Regions from separate parts of the Mus musculus genome. Here all the other regions are linked to region 1. A link is a contact called in public promoter capture Hi-C data. All regions are on one chromosome and are shown on one strand. Each heading gives the region's core, a stretch centred on a gene start, on an enhancer-like site or on the middle of the called end of the contact. The rest is flanking DNA. Distances are from core to core; before and after follow the strand shown.

Evidence for each region. Promoter capture Hi-C pulls out the DNA fragments that hold promoters and counts their contacts.
Region 2: a contact with region 1 is called in a promoter capture Hi-C map of pre-B cells, with 2.7 times the contacts expected there. The contact joins the promoter of Ccdc24 here to the enhancer-like site in region 1. A contact is called at or near these places in 17 of 39 promoter capture datasets (the 3T3-L1 cell line, the C10 cell line, the HPC-7 cell line and 10 more), 1 of 484 Hi-C or Micro-C datasets (embryonic fibroblasts), 2 of 115 datasets of contacts at active chromatin or transcription factors (embryonic stem cells and stem cell-derived neural progenitor cells) and 2 of 9 other capture datasets (adipose tissue and embryonic stem cells).
Region 3: a promoter capture Hi-C map of the 3T3-L1 cell line shows a contact between it and region 1, with 4 times the contacts expected there. The contact joins the promoter of Ermap here to the enhancer-like site in region 1. A contact is called at or near these places in 7 of 39 promoter capture datasets (the 3T3-L1 cell line, the C10 cell line, embryonic stem cells and 2 more).

What each region holds. Positions count from the first base shown.
Region 1 is chr4:118,386,417-118,389,146 of GRCm38.p6, reverse strand. It overlaps Szt2 (SZT2 subunit of KICSTOR complex), which reads left to right. Exons shown (of 72, transcript NM_198170.4): 20 at 1-13; 21 at 111-224; 22 at 433-603; 23 at 745-839; 24 at 1,007-1,130; 25 at 1,240-1,404; 26 at 1,492-1,696; 27 at 1,928-2,043; 28 at 2,157-2,403. Among named protein-coding and RNA genes, the nearest start is that of Szt2, 21 kb to the left of the region's middle. Within about 2 kb of position 1,431, at least 3 of the 459 cell types and tissues checked have an H3K27ac peak or open chromatin away from gene starts, as enhancers often do.
Region 2 is chr4:117,871,162-117,874,023 of GRCm38.p6, reverse strand. It overlaps Ccdc24 (coiled-coil domain containing 24), which reads left to right and starts at 1,554. Exons shown (of 8, transcript NM_001034876.1): 1 at 1,554-1,629; 2 at 1,844-2,035; 3 at 2,164-2,277; 4 at 2,835-2,862. The coding sequence starts at 1,878. It overlaps B4galt2 (UDP-Gal:betaGlcNAc beta 1,4- galactosyltransferase, polypeptide 2), which reads left to right. Exons shown (of 8, transcript NM_017377.5): 8 at 21-1,024. The coding sequence ends at 171.
Region 3 is chr4:119,188,484-119,191,580 of GRCm38.p6, reverse strand. Ermap (erythroblast membrane-associated protein) reads left to right here and starts at 1,586. Exons shown (of 13, transcript NM_013848.3): 1 at 1,586-1,775; 2 at 2,638-2,722.

The DNA.
Region 1 (2,730 bases), core at 182-2,681:
CGGCTCTCAGATGGTCAGTGGCGAGGGTGTGTGTAGCAGGGTAGTACGATGGGAGAAAGCAGCCGCAGGTAGGTAATCCGGTGTCGCTGTGTCCTATTCTTTCCTCCTAGGGCTGGACCAGCGAGGAGACACCTGTGTCCATGAGATCCCGTTCCACTTTGACCTACTAGGGTTGTTGCCGCAGTGCCAGCAGCTGCAGATGTTTTTCCTCCTGCTTTCCAGAGGTGGGTATACTTGGAAGCTGCTCACCCTCCCCTAAGGGGCAAGCAAACCTGGGCATCTCAGAAGACAGAAAGGCCAGCGAGCACAGTGAGCGAGAGTGAGAGGGTGGGTGGAGGCCAAGGCTGAAGGAAGGGCTTTGCTAGTCAGGGTGGAGCCGGGGGCACTGGGCGGCAGCAGACTCATTGCTGAGACAGAGTGTGTGTCGGGCAGAGCCAGAGGGTGTGCCTCTCGCCGAGGGGCCCTGTCCCACCAACGACATGGTGCTGTGCCTGCTGCACAGCTGCCTGGGACAGGAGCTCAGTGACCGGGAGATCCCACTGACCCCCGCTGACCAGGCCGCCTTCCTGAACGAGGTCCTGCGGCGGAGCTTGCGTGACCCAGGTGAGCTCCCCTCTGCTTCCCCAATGCCACGCTTCAGCCCTCCCCTGCCCCACGGTGGTTTCCATCCTTCCCGCCCTTTCACCTCCGAGCCCTGCCCCTCTGCTGACCCTGTCCTTTTCCACCATCTCTGCCCTCTTGTAGGTCCAGAAGGTCCTCCAGTCGGGGGCCATGCAGTCGCTAAGGATCGAGCAGGCAACAGCACTCAGGCCTCTGGAGACTCCACCCTTCCTAGCCAGGTCAGCACCGCTGCCTTGCCCTGCGCACTTACGGTGTGGTCATCCTTCTGTCAGCACACACCTGTGCCAGGTCGCCATCATCCTCTCATGCTTAGTCTGGTGGAAGAAGGGACCGAGACTTGGACTGTTCCCTTGTGGATTGCTCTTGTTCTCTGTTGGTCTTACAGAGTGTAGTGATTCCTGGAGTTCTCAGGTCTTCCATTTCTGCCCAGCCCCCTCAGTGGCACTGCTATGCAAGGCTTCTGGGCCCTCAGCACGTGTTCCTGACTTTTCTCCCGGCTACCTTCTCAGGTACCAGTAGCTGACCTTCCTCACTAACCCCTCTGACACAAACCCTTGAGCTCCTCCCCCAGTCCACCAGAGAGCCCTGATAGGCAGGTGCCCCTCTTCTCCTCCGCAGACGTCCAACATCTGACTGCTTACGGCCTGGAGAGTTCCTTTCAAGAGGAAACAAAACCCAAGCTTGGGGATTGGAGTGGAGCTCCGAGCCTGAAAGACCCAGGAGCAACAGGAACTAAGGCTACAGAGTCCCAAGTGCCCACCCTCAGTGTGACCCTTGCTAGTGGTAAGGCTGCTGCCCAAAGTCACTGAAGCACAGGGTGGGGTTGAAAAGCCACTAAGAATGTGAAGACGTAAATACCTTTCCTCACAGACAGTGCCCAGGATTCAGGAGAGCCAAGCACACCCTCCTGCCAAGACTTGGCAGCTAACAGTGGCCGCCAGGCTCCCCAGACAGAGGGTGCTGACGGGCCCCGGACCCGGTGTCCTGTCTACATCTATAGCTGTTCCCTGGAAGCACTGAGGGAACAAATGGTTGGCTTACAGCCTCCACAAGCACCACGGGATCTCATATTCCGGTAGGTATGCTTCATTTAGACTCTTGGCTCCTCCCATCCAAGGCTTGGGTGCACACTCAGGTCAGTCAGGAGCTTCGCTTCCTGGCTGTGTACCCCCAGCAAGCCATCAGACATCCCCAATCCTGAGTGTAGTTGCTAAGAGTCTGTGCACTCTCTGGAGCTTGAATGCCTGATGAGGCCAAGGCATCATTTAGGGGGTCCACCAAGGCCTGTTGCTCCTCACGTTCCTAGGGCTCAGGACCTGGACCACCCCTCCTCATCCTCAGCCTGGATGGAGCCCAGATGCAAGGAGGCAGCCACGCACTGTGCCTTGCTGCAGGAGCACGCACAGCGGTGCTTTGTCCGCGGTGAGCAGGACTACCATGCAGGGAAGGATGGGACTCTGGGGTGGAACTATAGGCTTGGGGACTGGAAGGACAGTTACAGAGGTGATCCTCATGACCCATTCTGCTTCCATTAGGGCTGTTCCGAAGCTTGCAACAAGCACAGAGCGTGACCTGCCAGGATCTGCTGACAGCCGTCGATGCCTGTGAGGAGCTACTACAAGAAATAGACATCACCTCTTTTCTGCTTGCACTATGTGGCCATACTTGGGGTTTGCCTCATGCACCCCCAAGCCCTGGGCCTCTCAGTCCAGGGCCCTTCAGCAGTAGCATCGAAGAAGGACCGGAACCCCGGGAACGAGCTATCCTAGTTTCTGAGTCCAGGTTAGGATTGTTCTTGAAGGTTGTTGAGCAGGGTGGTAAGAGACACATGGACCAAGTTCCTACAAGCAAGACTTTTCAGTCCAGAGGAAGTACACCGAGAAGCAGTGGTACCTTGTCACTGGCTTCCTTTCCGGTGTTGTCCCATTTGGCTTTGGTAGCAGTCTCTCTCCCAGGCATATCCCACCTCTCCTAAATTAATATGTTCTAGTTAGCTGAGTTAGGGCTAGCCCATTCTCAGGAGTGTACACAGACATTCTTCTGATGTCTTCCATATTAATCATATGAGTTCCCCAACTGAAGGGAGTGTATCGTTCATCGCTGAGTCCC
Region 2 (2,862 bases), core at 305-2,804, 520 kb after region 1:
GAACTCGTCTCCTTTTCTAGGTTTAATAAGATTCAAAACACAAAGATGAGCATGAAGTGGGACGGCATTGGATCCGTGCGGTACCGAGTCTTGGAAGTGTCTCGGCAACCGCTCTTCACCAACATCACAGTGGACATTGGACAGCCCATGTCGTGGCTCACTCAAGGCTGACACTAACGGACCAAGGCCCTCCATGCTTTTCTAGTATGGAAGGCTGCCTGCCAGAGGCCTGACCTCCAGCCTGGCTGACAGCTGCTCTAAGGGTTGTCCCCAAGACTGTGACTGTGAGCTGTTTTCTGAGTCTAATAGACAGCTGCACCTAGAAGTTCCAGCATTCACTTTGAGGGGCGTTTGGGCAAGCCCCACTTATGGCCCTCTCTGGGGTCAACCCCTCTTCCTGTCCTACTTTTCCCAGCCCAAACCTCCTCACTTTTAGGGTTGGGCCAGCCCCTGCACTGCCTCGCGGAGTGGCCTGGGCTAGGTCACTCCACCTCTCTGTGCCTCAATTTCCCCACTCCCCTCGAGTCCCCTAGGGCCTGAAAAGGTGGGAGGTTTGACTAGGGGGCAGTGTCTCTTCCAGGGGGGAATTCCTCAGATCTGGAGACCCCTCATGCTTCCAGGGGAGGGGAAACCTTTTTCATTCAACATTGTAGGGGGCAAGCTTTGGTGAGCCACCTACTGAGGAGCACCCCCAGGAGGGGACCAGAAGGGGTGCTGTGTTGTTTCCTGGGACCATGGGGTTGACCTTTGCATGAGGGACAGGTGGGGCCTGGATCAGTCAATGGATCTGGCCTCCCTCCCTTAGAGAGGAGGCAGGAGCCCCAGGGCCTGCTCTGTTTATATGTTGCACAGAAACTTGTGTGGGTGCTTTAGTAAAAAACGTTAACGGAGCAGCCCCCTTGTCTGTCTGTGAACGGGATCTGGATTCCCGAAGCTAGTTTGTGTTGTGGGAGGTGACCTGGCTAGGGTCTTCTAGTAACTTAATAAATTTCCTAGCCCTGCCACTTCCACTGTTACAGGGAGAAAGTTTTATCTTGACACTGCTTTCAAACTAGTAGGGATAAGGAAATAGCGGACCAGTGGGGCCAGATTTCTCAGCTCTTCTCCCTCAGAGGCAGAAAGGTGCCCTGGGATAAGCACAGGGTGCTTAGCCACTGCGGGCAGGGGCAGGGCCTCTTTCGAGGGCTGATCCCAGGGCACGGATGGTTTCCCAGGTGACCGACTCTTAGGAGGGGAGGGGCTAAGGGCCGATTCCCACAGCCAGGCTTCCCCCAGAAGAGGCAAGGACCCCACACCCTGAAGGGTCTGCTCATAGTAGGCCACCAAAAGACAGCACAATTCTGGTGTGGGGACTTTGGCAGAAAGGGGCGGGGTATCGATGTCAGCCGGAAGGGCTTGGTGGGCGTGGCTCTGGTCCAGAGCAACCATCGGTCTCCCAGGAAATCTAGCACTCTGACCTCCGGGCCTGTAGATCTGATCAGGAGGCCGCGACCCATGCAGGCCATGCCCGGGGACTCCCCAGCACTGTGGGAGCTGGTGGAGGAGCATGTTCCACTCCCGGAGCGGCCTGAAGTGAAGAGGATTCTGGGGGAGGCAGCAGTGGACCTGAGTCTGGAGTTGCGAGAGGAGGTGGGAGTCCGGTGGGTGGGGGTGGGCCACATTCCTAGTGATCACAACTCTAGTGATTTCCTACCACCACCAGGTCCCTAACCCTATTTGGTGATACCGCCCCCCCCCCCCCCAACACCTTGTTCTCACTGCCTGCCCTTGCTCTCTGTTTAGCTCCTCCCATCCCTTGGCAACCCTCAACCAACACACATTAAACCCGTCCCCTCTGCCCCAGTGGCAAGGTACCCCAGCTCTCCTTACAGGTGGCGATGCTAAAGGCGCTGCTCCAAGAGATCCAGTCTTCTCAAGTTTCCAACTCTGACCCTCCCTCCCTACTGGCACCACCCCCCCTCTTGAGGGACCTCATTCGCCAAGAACTCCGACAGTTACTCCAAGGCCTCCGCCTTAAGGCTATCAGTGAGGGCAGGTGGGATTCTCAGCCATGGCCTCCTTGCCGGGACACCAGATGGGCTGCCCCTGATAAAGAGCCAGGGTGACCTTTCCTGGTGTTTCCTGAAAGGAGGTCCTCAGGTCCCTTCATGCACATGCTTTCAGGGACCAGACCCAGATGTGGGCCCAGTATAGTCCCAGGGTCCTTCGCTTTGCCTTAGAGGATACCAGGTGTGACTCAACACAACAGGAACTCCCGATGAGAGCTGATGAGCCCAGGTAAAAACAGAAGACTCTGCCCAACTGGGGCTGGACACTGTTATAGCCACTTGTGATAGGGCTCGGCACATAAAGGCTGAAGTCCTTAAGGGGACACCTGCCCAGCCTGGCGGAAGGGAGTAGTTTTCCAAGCAGATAAAATGGAGAGTTTTGTAGGCAGGGGCTGGAGGGAGAACAGGAGGCCATGTCCAGTGAACAGTTATTTTCAGGCCTAGCAGATGAGACCAAAGGCTTGGGCTGGAGGTACAGGAAGAGCTGGGAGGAGGTGACAAATGACATGCTCAGCTGGGGACAGAGAGGGATTAATGTCCTCATGTGCACAAGTATACTGTGCCAGTTTCTTATTCAAATCCTCCCACAATCCTATAAGCTGAGCATTGTCCCCAGCTTTTCAGGTGACAGAATGAACACTCAAAAGGACAATTTCCCTGAGGTCACACAGTGAAGGTGGCAGAACTACCAGGTGCAAGCCAGGGCTCTGGGGCTATTGTTTGCACTGTTAGGTGGCCTGCCTGAGAAAAACAAAAGGCTCTAGAAGTGGCATTTGTTCCCTGAAGGGCTGGAATGAACAACACAGAGAGGGTG
Region 3 (3,097 bases), core at 337-2,836, 800 kb before region 1:
GAGGTCAACCTGAATTATGTAGTAAGATACTGTCTGAAAACAAAGCAATTAAAACTCGGGAGAAGGGACATAGACAAAGACTGAGTTATGACTCAGTTATGACTGTCAACAGATGGGAGACGTAAGCTCTAGCATTCTAGGGTGAGTACATGTATGATTGTTATATATTCAGGTTAACTAGGAGAGAGAGCAGTTGGAGGTTTCCTAATATGAATGATGATGATGAGGAGGAGGAGGAGGAGAGAGAGAGAGGGAGAGAGAGAGAGGTGTGTGTTGGAGATGAACACAGAGCCAGGTGAATGAACTAGCGCAACCCACCTCCATTCCCAAAGCAAAGTGTAAGACAAGTCCTTTAGTGCAAGGATTTACAGAAGAAGATCTAGGAGAAGAAAAGGGTTTCTTTAGTCCGGGGAACAAGTGGGAAATCTTGGAGGAGTTATGTAGTAAAGCTGGCTCAGGGCTCCTCCCGTGATGCCTTACCTACAGTGAACTTTAGGGATGACCACAGGCCACGAGCCTTTGCATAGAATCTCAGACAGTAAGCAAAAAAGCTTCTGGAGCTCTACAGCTTGCTGACAAGTCTCAGCTACACTGAAAGTGACAGCTCAGCCATCAACAGGGGACACAGTTCAGGCCACCACTGGAATCTGCTAGATTCGAAACCCAGTGATGACTGAAAAAAGAAACCCCGGGGACTTCTGAGTGACCAGTGCATTTTTATAAAAGTCCACGTGCATATTTGGTGTTGCTGTGAGTACAATCGATATGAAGAAGGCTAGTCAGTTGGGGAGGGTGTGACGTGAGAGGAGGGGCGGGAAGCAAGTTGGCTTGTCTGGAAGCATATATCAAGGTGTAGCTGGAGATAAAAGCCGTGGCCGGTTGGTGGGTATCTTGAAACCAACCTTCTAATTTTTAAGTCAAAATTTAAAAGTTAGTGTACAAAGGGATGGGTTTCTTGGTGGCAGTTGCATATGTACACATCATTACACTTTGTTCTTATTCATTCCCCCACCCAGTGTCTTCTCACACACTCCCAACCCCTTCTTACTGCTCTCCCTCCTCCCCAATGCTCCTCCCTGTGCTTTCAAATTGCCCGTATTACTTTACTCTCCCCTGGCCTTTTATGGTTTCTTTCTCCTCTCCCATGGTCTCCTTTTGACTTTCATAACCTACACGTGCTTACACACACACACACACACACACACACACACACACACACACCCCACAAACCCCTAAACATAAATCCCACATATGGGAGAAAACTAATCTTCCTGAGTCTGCCCTATTTCCCCCAACATAATGGTCTTCAGTTCCATCTATAAAGCTTCTAATTTATGCTTATTGGGAAGTACAAGAGAGCAAGCCTTCATTTTTAAAAAGGAACAATGGAATCAAATTTTAGGAGTCATGGTTGTCACCAAGCACTGGGGGAAAAGAGAGTTGGGGTAAAGGTCCTTCTTTGCCGAGGCAGTAGACGGGTCCCTTGCTTTTGGGGAGCCTCCTTTCTGAACGCTCGCTTTATCAGGGGTGGGCAGACAGGGCGTTGCTTGTTTGTTTATAGGGACAGTCAGAGGCCCTCTGTGGGGTAGACAGAGAGAACCCTTGGCTTTGAGACTCTGGCATCAGACTAGAATATGAACTTTTTGCAGACCCATCTCTTGAGATCTTCCTGGCACTCTTGCCCGATGTCAGACCACCCTGCCTGTGGGGAGCCCAGTGTTCCCAGGTAGGAGGCCCCAGCTCTGCCGCTAAAGGACACAATCTCCACCTCAAAGGTCAGTTCTCTTCGGTCTCTTTTCTTCCCTTAGTCTGTTTAGTTCTTTAAATTTCTCAGGATCCTCAAGTTCAGTAGGGAAATAATCTTTCTTTTTACAAAGATCATCTTAAAGGACAACATGGGACAATGGTTAGCTGTCACTTAGGAGCCTCGAATCCAAGTTACCAGCGTGCTGTGCCGGTTCTGTCTAAGACTCTTACTTATTGTCACGGTAGTCATTAATAATACAGCAGATGTGCAGTTCGGCCCCACCATCTGCTGGGTCCCGGGCTGGGCCATATCAGGCTGATCATTTATACATGTGTAGGGTCTTCATAAGTTGCTCAAGATTGGCAAGAGAATGTCTGTTGGAATCTTTTTTTTTATTTGTAAGCTTTAAAAATCAAACTAGTTCAAACTTAAAATGTGACTGATTCTGACTGAAGGAACATACTTTCAACTTGTGTCATGGGGAAAAATGGCTACTATATAAAGATCTATTCAAGCTATTAAGAGACAATAAGTCAAAGAAACAGCTTAAAAATATTATTTTATTATAAAATTGATTAAAACTTTATTTAACTTGATATATTTCACTTAAGGCAAGGCTGTGGGAAAGCGAGAACTTTTATGTTGACTGATTGATTGATTGATTGATTGATTGATTCATCCCTTAGGACAATTTGATGGTGAAAACATTCCTATTTTAAAATTAGGAAACTCAAAGCCTAAGAGTTAAGCAGTTTGCTTTAATTTACAGTCTCATTTAGTTGGAGACTCTGCTACAACCCTTAGGACTAAGACTCCTAATTCTAGCCACCAACCACTGTCGTCTGTACTGATGATCAACCATACGGAATTATTTCTAAAAATTCTCACAGGTCTGTGTTGGAATGCTGAAGCGGCTAAAGAAACATGTGGTGGCGTGGAAAATGTGTGTAATGCCACACTCACGGAAGATGTCAGGTATCAAAGCAACATGACGGGTTTATGCTTTTAAAAAAGATTTATTTGTTTTTACTTTATGGGGACAAGTTTGTCTGCTTGAGTGAATGCGTGCTTAGTGCCTGTGAAGGTCAGAAGAGGGCATTGGATCCCCTGGAACTGGAAGCTACAGATACTGGTGAGCTGCTATGTGGGTGCTGGAACTGACCCAGGTCCTCTGCAAGAGCAGGCAGTAGTCTTACAAGCTGAACCATCGCCCCAGCACCCCCGGGTTGTTTTCTGATAACTGAAGTGATGGGCAGGGTGGGAACGGGTGGAGAGAATTTGGAGGTGATCTCCTCTTGGACTGCTTGCATTTTCAACTTCCTCCTCAGTGTGGCAGGACAGACCACGCTT